4 separate regions of the Sus scrofa genome follow, and all the other regions are linked to region 4. The links are chromatin contacts, called in public HiChIP or PLAC-seq maps. All regions are on one chromosome and are shown on one strand. Each heading gives the region's core, a stretch centred on a gene start, on an enhancer-like site or on the middle of the called end of the contact. The rest is flanking DNA. Distances are from core to core; before and after follow the strand shown.

Region 1 (2,846 bases), core at 249-2,748, 170 kb before region 4:
TCCTTTAGTATCTGCAGAGTCTGTAGGAGTATCTCCTCTTATATTCTTTACACAGTTACTTTGCATTTTTGTTCAGTTCAAATATTTTCCAAGTTCTCTTAAAATTTCTCCTTTAACCCATGGGTTAATTTTCAAATATTTAGTACTTTGCAGACATTTTTCTGTTACTGATGTTTAGAGAACATAATTTATATAATTTAAATTCTTGTAAATTTGTTAATGTTTCTTTTATCTTAGTTAATGTTTCATGTGTCCTTGAAAAGAATGCATTTTCTTCTACTATTTGGTGTGTTCTACAAATGTCAATTAGGTCAAGTTGGTTGATAGCATTGTTTGGTCTTCTATGTTCTTACTGATTTTCTGTCCATTTGCCCTGTTATATATATTACATGTAAATACATCAAAATTTCCCAGAAAATATTATAAATTTTACTTTTAAAGGAATATATGTTTTAATAAAAAGAGAAGAAAATAGTAAATTATATTAAAATATTTACCATTTACTTCTTTTTTTCCTTCATTTCTAAAGTTCCAAGTTTTCCTCTGTCTCCCTTAAGTCTTTTAATCTAGTTTAAACCATTTGTGGTTTGCTAAGATTCTCGAATTTTTTTCTGTAAATTTATGTTTTTCATCAAACATGGAGAAATTTTTTCAACGACTATGTCTTAAAATATTTTTCTGCATCAACTTATTTCTCCTTAATAGATCTTTTGATATTACTATCATATTATCCTTAGAACCTAGAAGCTCTGGTTATTTTCATTTTCTATCTTTTCCCTCTGTTACTTGGACTGGATAATTTTTATTGATTTATCTTTAAGTCTACTGACTTTCCCCTCTGACATCTTCATTCTTCTATTGAGCCTACATAGGGAATTTTCAAGTTATAGGTATTATATTTTTCAATTTTAAAAGTTCCATTTTATCCCTTTTTATAACCTAATAGTTTCAATCTGTCTGTTAAGAATGTCTATATTTCCACTCATTTCAAGAGTATTCACCTTTAATTTATGGAAGATGATTATGATACATAATTTAAAATCTTTATTCCAATATCTGGGTCATCTTAGATTTGACATCTGTTGATTATTCTTTCTCTAGAAAGCTGGTTCAATATTTCTGTTATTTGTATGTTGAACAATTTTGGATTGTATCTTTAACATTTTGAATAATGTTTCTGAGACTCTGTATCTTGTTAAAATTCTCTGAAGAAGGTTGAGTTTTTTGTTTACCAGTAAATCAACTCTGTTGATTCAGACTGTGGAGTTCTATCTTACCTTCTGGGGGTGGTAGTTTTAATGTCAGTTCAGGTTTTAAAGTCTTTCCTGTGCTGTCTGAGCCAGTAAGAGATTAGTGTGGAACTTTAGAGCTCGTTCACGATTAATTCGTCAAGACTTTGCTGTGATTTTTTTGGATATGTTCTGTACATGCAGTTCTGGGTTGAGCCTGGGAATCCCCTTCTTCAGTTCTCTTTTTAGGATTTTTCCCCTGCACTGTTTGGTTCCCCTTTCCAAGTTCCTCTGGCCAAGAAAGATAGATTTCTCATAAAGCTGTTGTCTTTTACACTGTTGTACAGTTCTGTGTAATTGGATACACCTCAGGGAGAAGTAGTGAAAGAAAATAATTTAAAAAGGCATTCCTTCCACACCCCACCATAGAGGCCCATTTTCCTGATTTCTCTATTCAGAGAGATGGGTTTTCTTGGGGTTTGAGGGTCCTGTACCCCTGCTGAGGCCTCTGCAGGCAGTGAGGCTGGCCTTGGGGCAGTGAGAAAGCAAAGAGAGAGGGAAAAGTATATTGAAATCCCCTCTCCTCCACACACTCACACTCTGCTTGCAAGTGTCTTGCTTCCTAGTCCTATGGCTAGCAAAACAGGTTTATCTCAAAGTTTTTGCTCTGAGAAAAGCAAGTTTTTGCACAGTTCCCTGATTTGGCCCATCCTTAAGTCAAAGCCAGAAGATCCTGGAGGGAAAAAAATACCAGGAAACTCATCATTGCCATACTGGTGGTTTTTGAGTTTAAATTATCTTTTTGATATCCTTGCTCTTATTTACTTATTAGAGCCATCAGATAGTTGTTTTGGCATTTTATCCAGAATTTTAAACTGTAATCAGTGAGAGAGAAAGCCTCTAACATGCTTACTCATCTTGGCTGGTATTAGCAATCACCCAGAGATATATTTAAAAGTCATTCATGTACTTGGCCATAAAGAAATTCTCTAACAGATGATAACACACAAGCCATGTTTTCTGAGAACAATATAATAAAATTAGAGAATAATATCAAAGCATATACTTCCAAATATTTCATAGATGCAAAAAGAAATCATATTTAAAATTAAAAACTATTTAGAACTGAAAAATAATGGAAGCAAAATTGGTAGACTACAGAAAAAAATTACACTTGGAGAAAAATTTTGGCTTTAAATGCCTGTAGTAGGAAAAAAATTGGAAATTTATCAGCTAAATGTTTAACTCAGGAAATCCAGAAAACAGTAAATCTTAAGAAAGTAGAAATGAGTGATAATGATAATAACAGGAAAGAATCTAGAAAACCAAACCATAATAGAGAAAATTAGCATTGTATAAAATTTATTCTTTAAAAAGATTCAAAACTTACACAAATCTCTAAGAACATCAATAAAGAAAAACCAGATATAATCTACATTTTCCTATTAAAATATCTAATAGTAAATTATTGGAGTTCCCGTCATGGCTCAGTGGTTATCAAACCCAACTGGCATCCATGAGGATGCAGGTTCGATCCCTGGCCTCGCTCAGTGGGTTAGGGACCTGGTGTTGCTGTGGCTGTGGCATAGGCCGGCGGCTACAACTCCAATTTGACCC
Region 2 (2,880 bases), core at 227-2,726, 250 kb before region 4:
TTTAGGTTAGTTCCCCAGCCTGGCACCATGAGTTAAGGACCTGGCATTCAGCTGTGGTGTAGGTTGAAACTGCAGCTGGGATCTGATCCATGGCCCATGAACTCCCTATACCACAGGGCGGCAAGAAAAAAAAAAAAAAAAAGAAAAAAAAATCTATCATCCAGGCATCAGAGCAGAATAATGTTGGTTCCCTGCCAAAATGAGGACAGAGACAACACATGTTTAAGATAATACTAGAGTTAATAAATAAAAGTACTGTAAAAACAGTGTCTTAAAGTGCATTTTTGTGTTATAAAGCACACTAGGGCTGTGTGATATCTATATTGCTATTTGTGCTGGAAAAAAATATGTGGGTTGTGCATTTTTGGTCTTAGGAGCCCAGGAAAGTTCTAATAATCATACATTGATTGTCTTCTCTATTGCTTATGAAGAACCAAACACAAAAACCCTAAATAGGGAATTCCCATCATGGCTCAGTGGTTAACAAACCCGACTAGGATCCATGGGGATGCAGGTTTGATCCCTGGCCTCGCTCAGTGGGTTGAGGATCCAGCATTGTCATGAGCTGTGGTGTAGGTTGCAGACATGGCTCAAATCTGGCATTGCTGTGGCTCTGGCATAGGCTGGCAGCAATAGCTCTGATTCCACCCCTAGCCTGGGAATTTCCATATGCCATAGGTGCAGCCCTTAAAAAAAAAAAAAAAAAAAGGCCCTGAACACACCATACTTTATCAAAGTGCTTGTCATCATCCCCGGAACATTACTGTATGCCCACTGATACTAAAAAAATGACATTTTATTATTGCTTTATACCTTCTTTCTTCCTTTTCTTTCCTTCCTTCCTTCCTCTCTCCCTCCCTCCCCCTTCTTCCTTCCTTCCTTCCTTTTGTCTCCCCTACATCTACTCTCTGGTTTACAGGAGAGAATTTGACAACAAGATTTTTAAAAAATCAAACATATTGAAGCTATTGTGGATCTTCTGCCATAGAGAGTGTAACATGGAATAAAGAGTCATTCTTATCTTCACAGGAGTAATGATGTTTTTAATAATTCTACATCTAACTCTAACTTTCTATTGATATTACCAGCTTTTTTCTTTTTACCATTAAAGAATTTCATTTTTCTTATTTATGGCTATTTTTTTCTGACTAGTTTACCATCGAGTGAGTATATTTAATGTATTATTCCGAGGAATTTTTCTTGAAAAACCATAATATAAAGAAAAGGGAAGCCTACTACCACATCTTGATTAAAAAACAAACTCTGCCCTATTTTTATTTAGGACAATCATCCATGAAAATATCAAAATACAGACAGAATATTACTTAGCTAGTTTTGTGCTGTGCTGATGTTGGACCCAACAACAAAGAGAAGAATCTTTCTTTGCTCTAGCCCAGATGTTACGAGGCAGTTGAACTTGGGTCTAACTGACCCAGGAGAATCAGTTGGCTGCTACAGTGGCCTTGCTTCTGGCTTTGTGGAGATCAAGGAAAGCCCTTTCAGCATGTCTGAGGGCCAGATTCAGTGTGTCTCAGGCAAGCTGGGGAGCACTTTGGCAAAAATCTCCTGAATTGTGCAACCTCTGACTCTGTTTTTTTCCAACATTTCCCTCTCAAAATCACATGCTTAAATTGGGCCATGCAGCTGTGTGTGGGTGGAGTGCTTATACTCAGAGCTCTTAGATCTGATGGAGCCTGGTTGGTGATACACTATTTCTTACCCCGCCCCCATACTGAAAACTTCAAAAGTAATCCCTTGAGGTAAGTTGATAACAAGATGTAAATGTGAAAATAGGGTTTGCCTTTTCTTGGTTTCATACATATGTAGTTTGTAGTTATCAGACATTTTGAAGATGTTTCACTTGCTTTTAGAAACCTAACAACAAATGTTATATGCCAGTAATTTTGTATCAAAGAATATCAAACTTAAAGTCTACATTTCCACAATATTAATTTTTAAATTTAAAGTTTTACAGAAGCTATATTAGAGTATTGACTATTGAAATTGAAAAAATAATCCTTCATATTCCTTGATTAAAAATACATTTTGAAACACTCCTAATTATACTTGCCACTGATTTTCTTTGAATTATGGAGCAGATGTTTTAGCACATGTAAAGAAGGATTTGATCCCTGGAACAAAGTTAATCTTGCAAGTTCAAAGAATAATGTGTTAGAGAGTAGTTATCATGGTCCCTAGGAATATTATTCTGTGGCCTCATGGAACCAGAGAGGTTATATTTTATGATTGCTAAGTTTACTAGCTGCCTCCACCTTCATCTTCCCCACATCCTCCAGCCCCCTCCCAGTTAAAGAAGAGACTTTATAATTAGGTTAAAAATGTCATGTGCAATATTGTATTGAATATCTAAGGTCTTTTTGCCAGGAAGAATAGAATGCAGCAACAAGAATTTTAAAAAAGTTACAGGAATATTAATGACACTTATGAAACTACTGTAGTAGATATGATTTAATCCAATAGAACTCTAATTTTAGAACTATAAGCCAAGCTTTATGAGAATGACTTCACCGAGATGACAACATAGCTTGTTTCTGATTTTGCTCCCCTCACTAAAGGAACAACCAACAAACTATTCAAGAACAAGACACCATGAGAATCTCAGAACCCAGGGGTGAGGCTGAAACACCTTCCCTGCACCACAGAGACCAAGAGAGACCTCAGTAGAGGGTAAGGGAAGCAGCTACAAGTTGATGACATTCTCCTTCTCTAGGCCAGCACAGCACCACAAGGAAAGGAACGGTCTCTCTGAGCCTCTGTTCCTCCAGGGGGAAAAGAGAACCCTGGGCAACAACTAGCCACCTCCCCCCAGTATTGTGGGTCTTTTTGTTGGAACACATACTCTCATCTTACACCATAGGG
Region 3 (3,244 bases), core at 214-2,713, 190 kb after region 4:
ATGAAATTCCAGTGCTGATTCTGAAACCTTCTAGTGTGACCTTTGACAAAACTTTTTAGGTCTTGCTGTTCCCAACTTAAAATCCAGCAGAATCTGGAGTTCCCGTTGTGGCTCAGCGGAAACAAATCTGACTAGGAACCATGAGGTTGTGGGTTTGATCCCTGGCCTTGCTCAGTGGGCTAAGGATCTGGCATTGCCTTGAGCTTTGGTGTAGGTCGAAGACGTGGCTTGGATGGTGTTGCTGTGGCTGTGGCGTAGGCCAGTGGCAACAGCTCCGATTTGACCCCTAGCTTGGGAACCTCCATATGCCGTGGGTACAACCCTAAAAAACAAACAAACAAAAATTTAAAAAAGAAGAAAAAATAAAATAAAATTCTGAGCAGAATCAAATACTAGACTTTAATATGTACCCGAGACCCTGTCTCATCTCTCGTGCTTGGTATATTATCTGACCCCTATAAAGAGATCAACATATAGCTTTTGAATTTATATTATAAAAAACTGAAACTTTTTCCAATAAGTTTGTAAAAGTATTATTTTTTCCAAAGATTCATTGATTCTATTTGCCCAACATTAGTTAAGTCTAGTGATTGAAAAAAAATCTATGCTTTGAATTTATAAGACTCTTAAACCAATCCTTTTTCCTCTACTATGCATCAAGTGCTATACTAAATGGAAAGCCTAATAGAAATTGTAGTATTTATATATTTAAATAATTGGTCAAGCACATAGTTATACTCCATGAAGGCCCTTGGATAGTTTTTATTAATATCATTTAATAGCCTTATTTAGAAATAACTGGTAAACTGCATCCCACTAATCATATTCTTCAGAGTCACCATTTTATAAACTCCAGGTGAAATAAATGGAATGAGGCCTTTCAGGAATCATTCTGGATATGAGAGTCAGGCGAAAAGATGGATCATGGGACCTCTCAACAGTGAAACAGACAACAAATATTTGGTAAAGTGGAGCAGAACAAAATGAAAATGTTTTGATAATCAATTAGGTAATTCTAGCCAGTGAGACATCAATACATCAGTTCAACCTGATATATCTTAATTATTTATAAAATAATCTTTTCCCAGAATAGACTGAAGACACTTGCAATCATTTAATAAGTAGTGATCAAACCTATATTTTGAGCTAGATGTTGTACTAGTTGTGTTGGGGAGTTAAGGAAAAAATAGGGTATATTCTGTTATCTAGTTGTTTACAACATAGATTTGACTAGCACATGAAGACAAATTCTCTGCAATCAGCAACTAATACTGCTAATACAGAGTCTAGATGTAACCATGCAGAGCACTCAGTAAGGTTTTCTATAGAACCAGGAATGAAGTATGACATATATAATAATAATTAGTCATACTTGTCCTTTTCAGAATCCTACATGCAGGATTGTGCCTACATTTGTGGTCCCATGTAAGGCTCACAAGGGCCGTAGTTCTCCAGTAATGAGTATTAATTACCATGTGAAATGGACTTTGACTAACACTCAGGAGGAAGCTATCTCAGAATCTCTGGATTACTGTTTATATTATTTGACTAACTTAAGTCACATTTGACCAAAAATGTGGTTTGGGTAGAACTGACCACTTATTTTGAAATCATGTGGCTACTGCCTTGGAGCATAGTTTTGCCATGAAAACAAAACAAAACACTTTTAAATGAAACATAACAGACTGTCCCTGATGAGAGTGCAAGAAAAAAAAAAATTGAGAATTATTTCTGTAAAGTTTTTTAGGTATTATGTTATGAGTTAATAATTCCTCTTTATTCTTAATTGTTTGAAAGTCATTATGTACACCCAGAGATAATTTATACATCAACAAAATTGTGTATGCTATGCTTTGTTCGAAATGTACCAATAATTTGAGGAGAAACACATTTTTTTATACTCTACATCAAAAAAATCCTAGTTAGAAAATAAGTTGACCTGACCTTCTATTATTTTACCTAAATTGCTTAGTATTTTTCAAGTTATTTTTATTACTTAATGAACTGTATTTGGTTAAAGGACCCAGATCTGATGTCTAGACTATTGAAAGTGAATATGTTATTTTCCATTACTAAAATCGATTTCACACTAATTTGAGCCTCTCCTTTCCACCAAAGGGCTAGCTGTTGCTAGAATAAAGAACTGGCAGTGGCAAATGAGATATGCTGTGGACTAATTAAAAATAAGTTTTAAAATATAACAAAATCATAAAGCTCACAAAATGAACTCCCCTAAATGGGTGCCCCTGTTTGCTAGGGCAGTTTCAGTTTTTATTTTTGTGCTCAGTGTCCTGGTTTGGATGAAAAATTATATGTGGTAACCCTAGCTATACTTATCCATATTGTACTGACAAGTGGCACATAAATACTGAGAGTAATTCATCTGGAAAAATCTAATCACTACTCCTGAAAGAGTTTAAAATAGTTCTTATTTCTAGGCTAGTATTAGCTGGTATATACTCTGGATATGAATTGTGGATTTATTCTGAAATGCTTCTTATTTGCTGAGTATCAGTCTTGATTTTGAAAATAAATTGTTTAACTTTTGTGTTTATGCGTGTTGACCCAAGTAGCATTTGATTAAATGACCACATATTATATTTTGCTTAAAAGATTAATAATTAAGTTATAGAGATGCCAAATGGCATGAATGTTTTCCCAGTACAGACTATTTTATTCCACTATTGTCATATTTATATAACTTGTAAAATTATTAGCAATTTATATTCTCTTTTCAATAATTGATTCATGTTTAACATCACTATTGTATACAGTGAAAGCTTTTAAATATAAGGAAATGTGTAACTATAATACATATATTAAAGAATTATATTAAAGAATAAACAATGTATCTGCCTAAGAGTTCTTTACACCTTTGAGAAAGCTATCATTTTTTTAATACTCAGCTTCGAGGAATTGAGTGTTATCTACAGTCTCATCCTGCCATCTAGCGTTAAACATTCTCAAATTACCAAAGTTGCTCTCTAGATGAAGTAATAATGCAATTGTCTTTTTTTTTCTTTAAAGAAAAATCCCAATAACTTTGGAAGACTCCTAAGAAAACATTCTGATGATGTTTTGAGATGACTAGAGTTATAATAGACTATACAATCAAAGTAGTATATATAGTGACAAGATGGCAAACAATCATTATAAATGTTAAAATATAAGCAAAACACTACAAATTAAAATGGCATACTAAAGGGTCGGTTAGCTCAGTTGGTTAGAGCATGGTGCTGATAAA
Region 4 (2,975 bases), core at 113-2,612:
AAAAGTTAATACATTAACTACAACGTTATTAAAGTAGTAACTATATCCTTACAATATTGAAACAGTCACTGATAGAGTTGGAGTCCTCAAGACTCTGAGTGATGAATGTAATGGCTTTGAGGAGTTCTGGCCAGGAATTTTTGTGAAATGTATCTCAGTTTGGGATTGTCTAATGTCTTCCTTATAGTTAGATTATGGTTATGGGTTTTAGGGAGAATAACCAAAGAGGTGAAATACCATTTTTAGGTAATAGGGTTTACATTCTCTTCATTATGGTAGGCCATTGTTCTGATTATATGATTTTATGTTCTACAGATTACATATTATTGATAGAAAAGGTTTTGTGTATGAATTTATTTATCTGTTTAATATCTGCTTCCCAATAATATAGAAGGTCAATCCTGCTATATAGCACAGGGAACTATATCTAATCACCTGTGATGGAATAAAATGGATGATAATGTGAGAAAAGGAATGTATATATGTGTGTAACCAGGTCACTTTGCTGTACAGCAGAAATTGACAGAACATTGTAAATCAACTATAATAAAAATTTTTTTAAAAGTACATCAAGTTGTCCATTAACTGTCCAAAACCCCATTCCAAGCTAGAATCTATCTGATGTAAAGGAATTCAAACATAGTTTCTACTCAGGAAGAAGTTTGGAACTACTACATTAGCAATTAAAAGCAGTTTAAGTGTAAAAGAGAAATAAAAGGTCAGATCCAAGAAAGCAAATGTTTGGCTATCTTGGTCATTACTCTATCTCCAGAGTCTTGAAGAGTGTGGGACATTTAGCAGGATGCAATGAATATTTGTTAAAGAATAAATGAATGAATGTATCTTATATTTTGGAAGCTGAATCCCAACTCAACTGTGATTGTATGATGTGGCTCATATATAGAGTAATATACTAAGGCAAGTTCTCTGTATTTGGGTATAATATCAAGAAGTCACATTTTGAGTTTTAGAACAAATTAATAAATAGTAGTTGAGGTTAGTCACCTATGGAGTACACTAATCTAAGAGGTGCCTTTAGATTGAAATATTATTCCATAAATCAAATCAGGAAGATCAAAGTTTACTTAAATTCAATCATGGGGAACAATAAGTATCCTTTGAGAGGTATATCAAGTAAGTATCCAGTCAGAACAAGGAAAATAAAAGGAACTTAATACTAGGAATTGGCTAAGATGTTAGAAATTTGAAAAACAAACACAAGCAAGTGAAAATTAGGAACATCAGGATATTACTCCACGAAGCTGAAGAAACAGCAGGGAAATCTTTATTGCCTGTGACCTATGCCACTGAGGCTGTTGCTTCTGGAACTGAGATGTCTGTGTAAGAACCCAGGATACGAACTGTACTTGCCTTCTGATGCTACTTCTGCTTCCACTGTAACAACTGCTTAAAAACACTGCCAGAGCTAGAAAAAAATCCTCCTCCTCCTCTTCCTACTTTTCAATCTTCCACCAGGCAAGAGGTGACTAATAGGTAGTCACATCTGACAAGGGGCCTAGGTAATGTATTTGCAGACTTTCTGTGCCAGGAATGGAGAGGAGGCTTAGGTGAGAGACACCAGTCACAGTGAACACAGAAGGAATGACTGAACCATAACCAAGATATTATATGATCAATAAGGTCAGTAAATGTTTACTAAAAAATTACTATGAAGAAGGTATAGAAGATATAAACAAGATGTTATGTGAGATATTTGGGAAACCTCAAGTGTGTAAGATATAAGCCCTGGCTACTGTAAGAACTATTGTAGTGGGAACACATACATCCATAATTAAAAATATTCAAGGCAGGTGGTAACAAGTATCCTACTAGGAATATAAACAAAGTAGTAAGTAAGGACAAAAAAAAATCATTAACTTTAATTGAGGAAACCTCTGGTTAAAAGGGTTGAACTATGTAACCTAATTGACTTGGTTTCATTTATTCACTAGTCTACCTATCTATTCAACATTTATGTATTCTTATATTCAAAAGGTATTTTTTGAGGCAATAGGGCAGACCAGTTGAAGGCAGACCAGAGAGAGATGGCATCCCCTCATTTTATCTAACCAACATAGCTATTTTTCAGTAGACCAAAAATCTATTCTACGTGAAACTTCTGGTGTATCAAATAATCAGTGGTGTCAGGATGTGTTCTCATGTGTTCTCCTCTTACCCCAACTTTTCTGCATTTTACGTAAAAGACTAACAGACTTTCATAAGAAATGTAGAAATTTAATTGGACCTTGACCATGCAAGGATTGAAAAACCTATCCTACCCCAAGTTCCATTTCTATATCCTAAAAAAAATATTAAAAAAAAAAAAAAAAAAGGAGTTCCCGTCGTGGCGCAGTGGTTAACGAACCCCACTAGGAACCATGAGGTTGCGGGTTCGATCCTTGCCCTTGCTCAGTGGGTTAACGATCCGGCATTGCCGTGAGCTGTGGTGTAGGTTGCAGACGCGGCTCGGATCCAGCGTTGCTGTGGCGTAGGCTGGTGGCTTCAGCTCCGATTCAACCCCTAGCCTGGGAGCCTCCATATGCCATGAGAGCGGCCCAAGAAAATGGCAAAAAGACAAAAAAAATAAAAAATAAAAAATAAAAAAATATTCATGCAAAATAGCAAAAGAAACTTTCTTTATAAAATGAAACCTATGTATCAGACACTAGTCTTAGGCTAAGTAAAATGATAATATTTTGTGAGAGAAAACTGCTAGACATTAGTTAGAAAATGTAGCCCCATAATAATGAGATTTAGAAAATAAAATATAGGACAATTCAGATAGACTTAAAAGTTTAGAAACCTCTGGAATATATTGAGCAAGAAGTGACATGATATGTTTTAACTGGGGTAACTATTGAAACTGGGATAACTGGGGTAACTGGAAAACTATTAAAATAATCCAGTTCAGAGATATGGTAAAAAGTAGTTGATTTCTAAGTATACATTGAAGGTAGAACAGACAGGATTTCTAA

The links. HiChIP or PLAC-seq counts read pairs in DNA pulled down with a chosen protein or histone mark.
Region 1: a contact with region 4 is called in an H3K27ac HiChIP or PLAC-seq map of alveolar macrophages. The contact joins two enhancer-like sites. A contact is called at or near these places in 2 of 47 Hi-C or Micro-C datasets (alveolar macrophages and embryonic fibroblasts) and 1 of 2 datasets of contacts at active chromatin or transcription factors (alveolar macrophages).
Region 2: an H3K27ac HiChIP or PLAC-seq map of alveolar macrophages shows a contact between it and region 4. The contact joins two enhancer-like sites. A contact is called at or near these places in 2 of 47 Hi-C or Micro-C datasets (epiblast stem cells and skeletal muscle) and 1 of 2 datasets of contacts at active chromatin or transcription factors (alveolar macrophages).
Region 3: an H3K27ac HiChIP or PLAC-seq map of alveolar macrophages shows a contact between it and region 4. The contact joins two enhancer-like sites. A contact is called at or near these places in 1 of 5 promoter capture datasets (fetal liver), 10 of 47 Hi-C or Micro-C datasets (alveolar macrophages, embryonic fibroblasts, epiblast stem cells and 6 more) and 2 of 2 datasets of contacts at active chromatin or transcription factors (alveolar macrophages and skeletal muscle).

Annotation. Positions count from the first base shown.
Region 1 is chr15:91,974,608-91,977,453 of Sscrofa11.1, forward strand. No RefSeq gene overlaps it. Among named protein-coding and RNA genes, the nearest start is that of ZSWIM2, 110 kb to the left of the region's middle. Within about 2 kb of position 1,499, at least 4 of the 83 cell types and tissues checked have an H3K27ac peak or open chromatin away from gene starts, as enhancers often do. A contact at or near this core is called in alveolar macrophages, where this site is marked.
Region 2 is chr15:91,892,020-91,894,899 of Sscrofa11.1, forward strand. No RefSeq gene overlaps it. Among named protein-coding and RNA genes, the nearest start is that of ZSWIM2, 28 kb to the left of the region's middle. Within about 2 kb of position 1,477, at least 10 of the 83 cell types and tissues checked have an H3K27ac peak or open chromatin away from gene starts, as enhancers often do. A contact at or near this core is called in alveolar macrophages, where this site is marked.
Region 3 is chr15:92,334,193-92,337,436 of Sscrofa11.1, forward strand. No RefSeq gene overlaps it. Among named protein-coding and RNA genes, the nearest start is that of TFPI, 48 kb to the right of the region's middle. Within about 2 kb of position 1,464, at least 2 of the 83 cell types and tissues checked have an H3K27ac peak or open chromatin away from gene starts, as enhancers often do. A contact at or near this core is called in alveolar macrophages, where this site is marked.
Region 4 is chr15:92,143,434-92,146,408 of Sscrofa11.1, forward strand. No RefSeq gene overlaps it. Among named protein-coding and RNA genes, the nearest start is that of CALCRL, 130 kb to the right of the region's middle. Within about 2 kb of position 1,363, at least 1 of the 83 cell types and tissues checked has an H3K27ac peak or open chromatin away from gene starts, as enhancers often do. A contact at or near this core is called in alveolar macrophages, where this site is marked.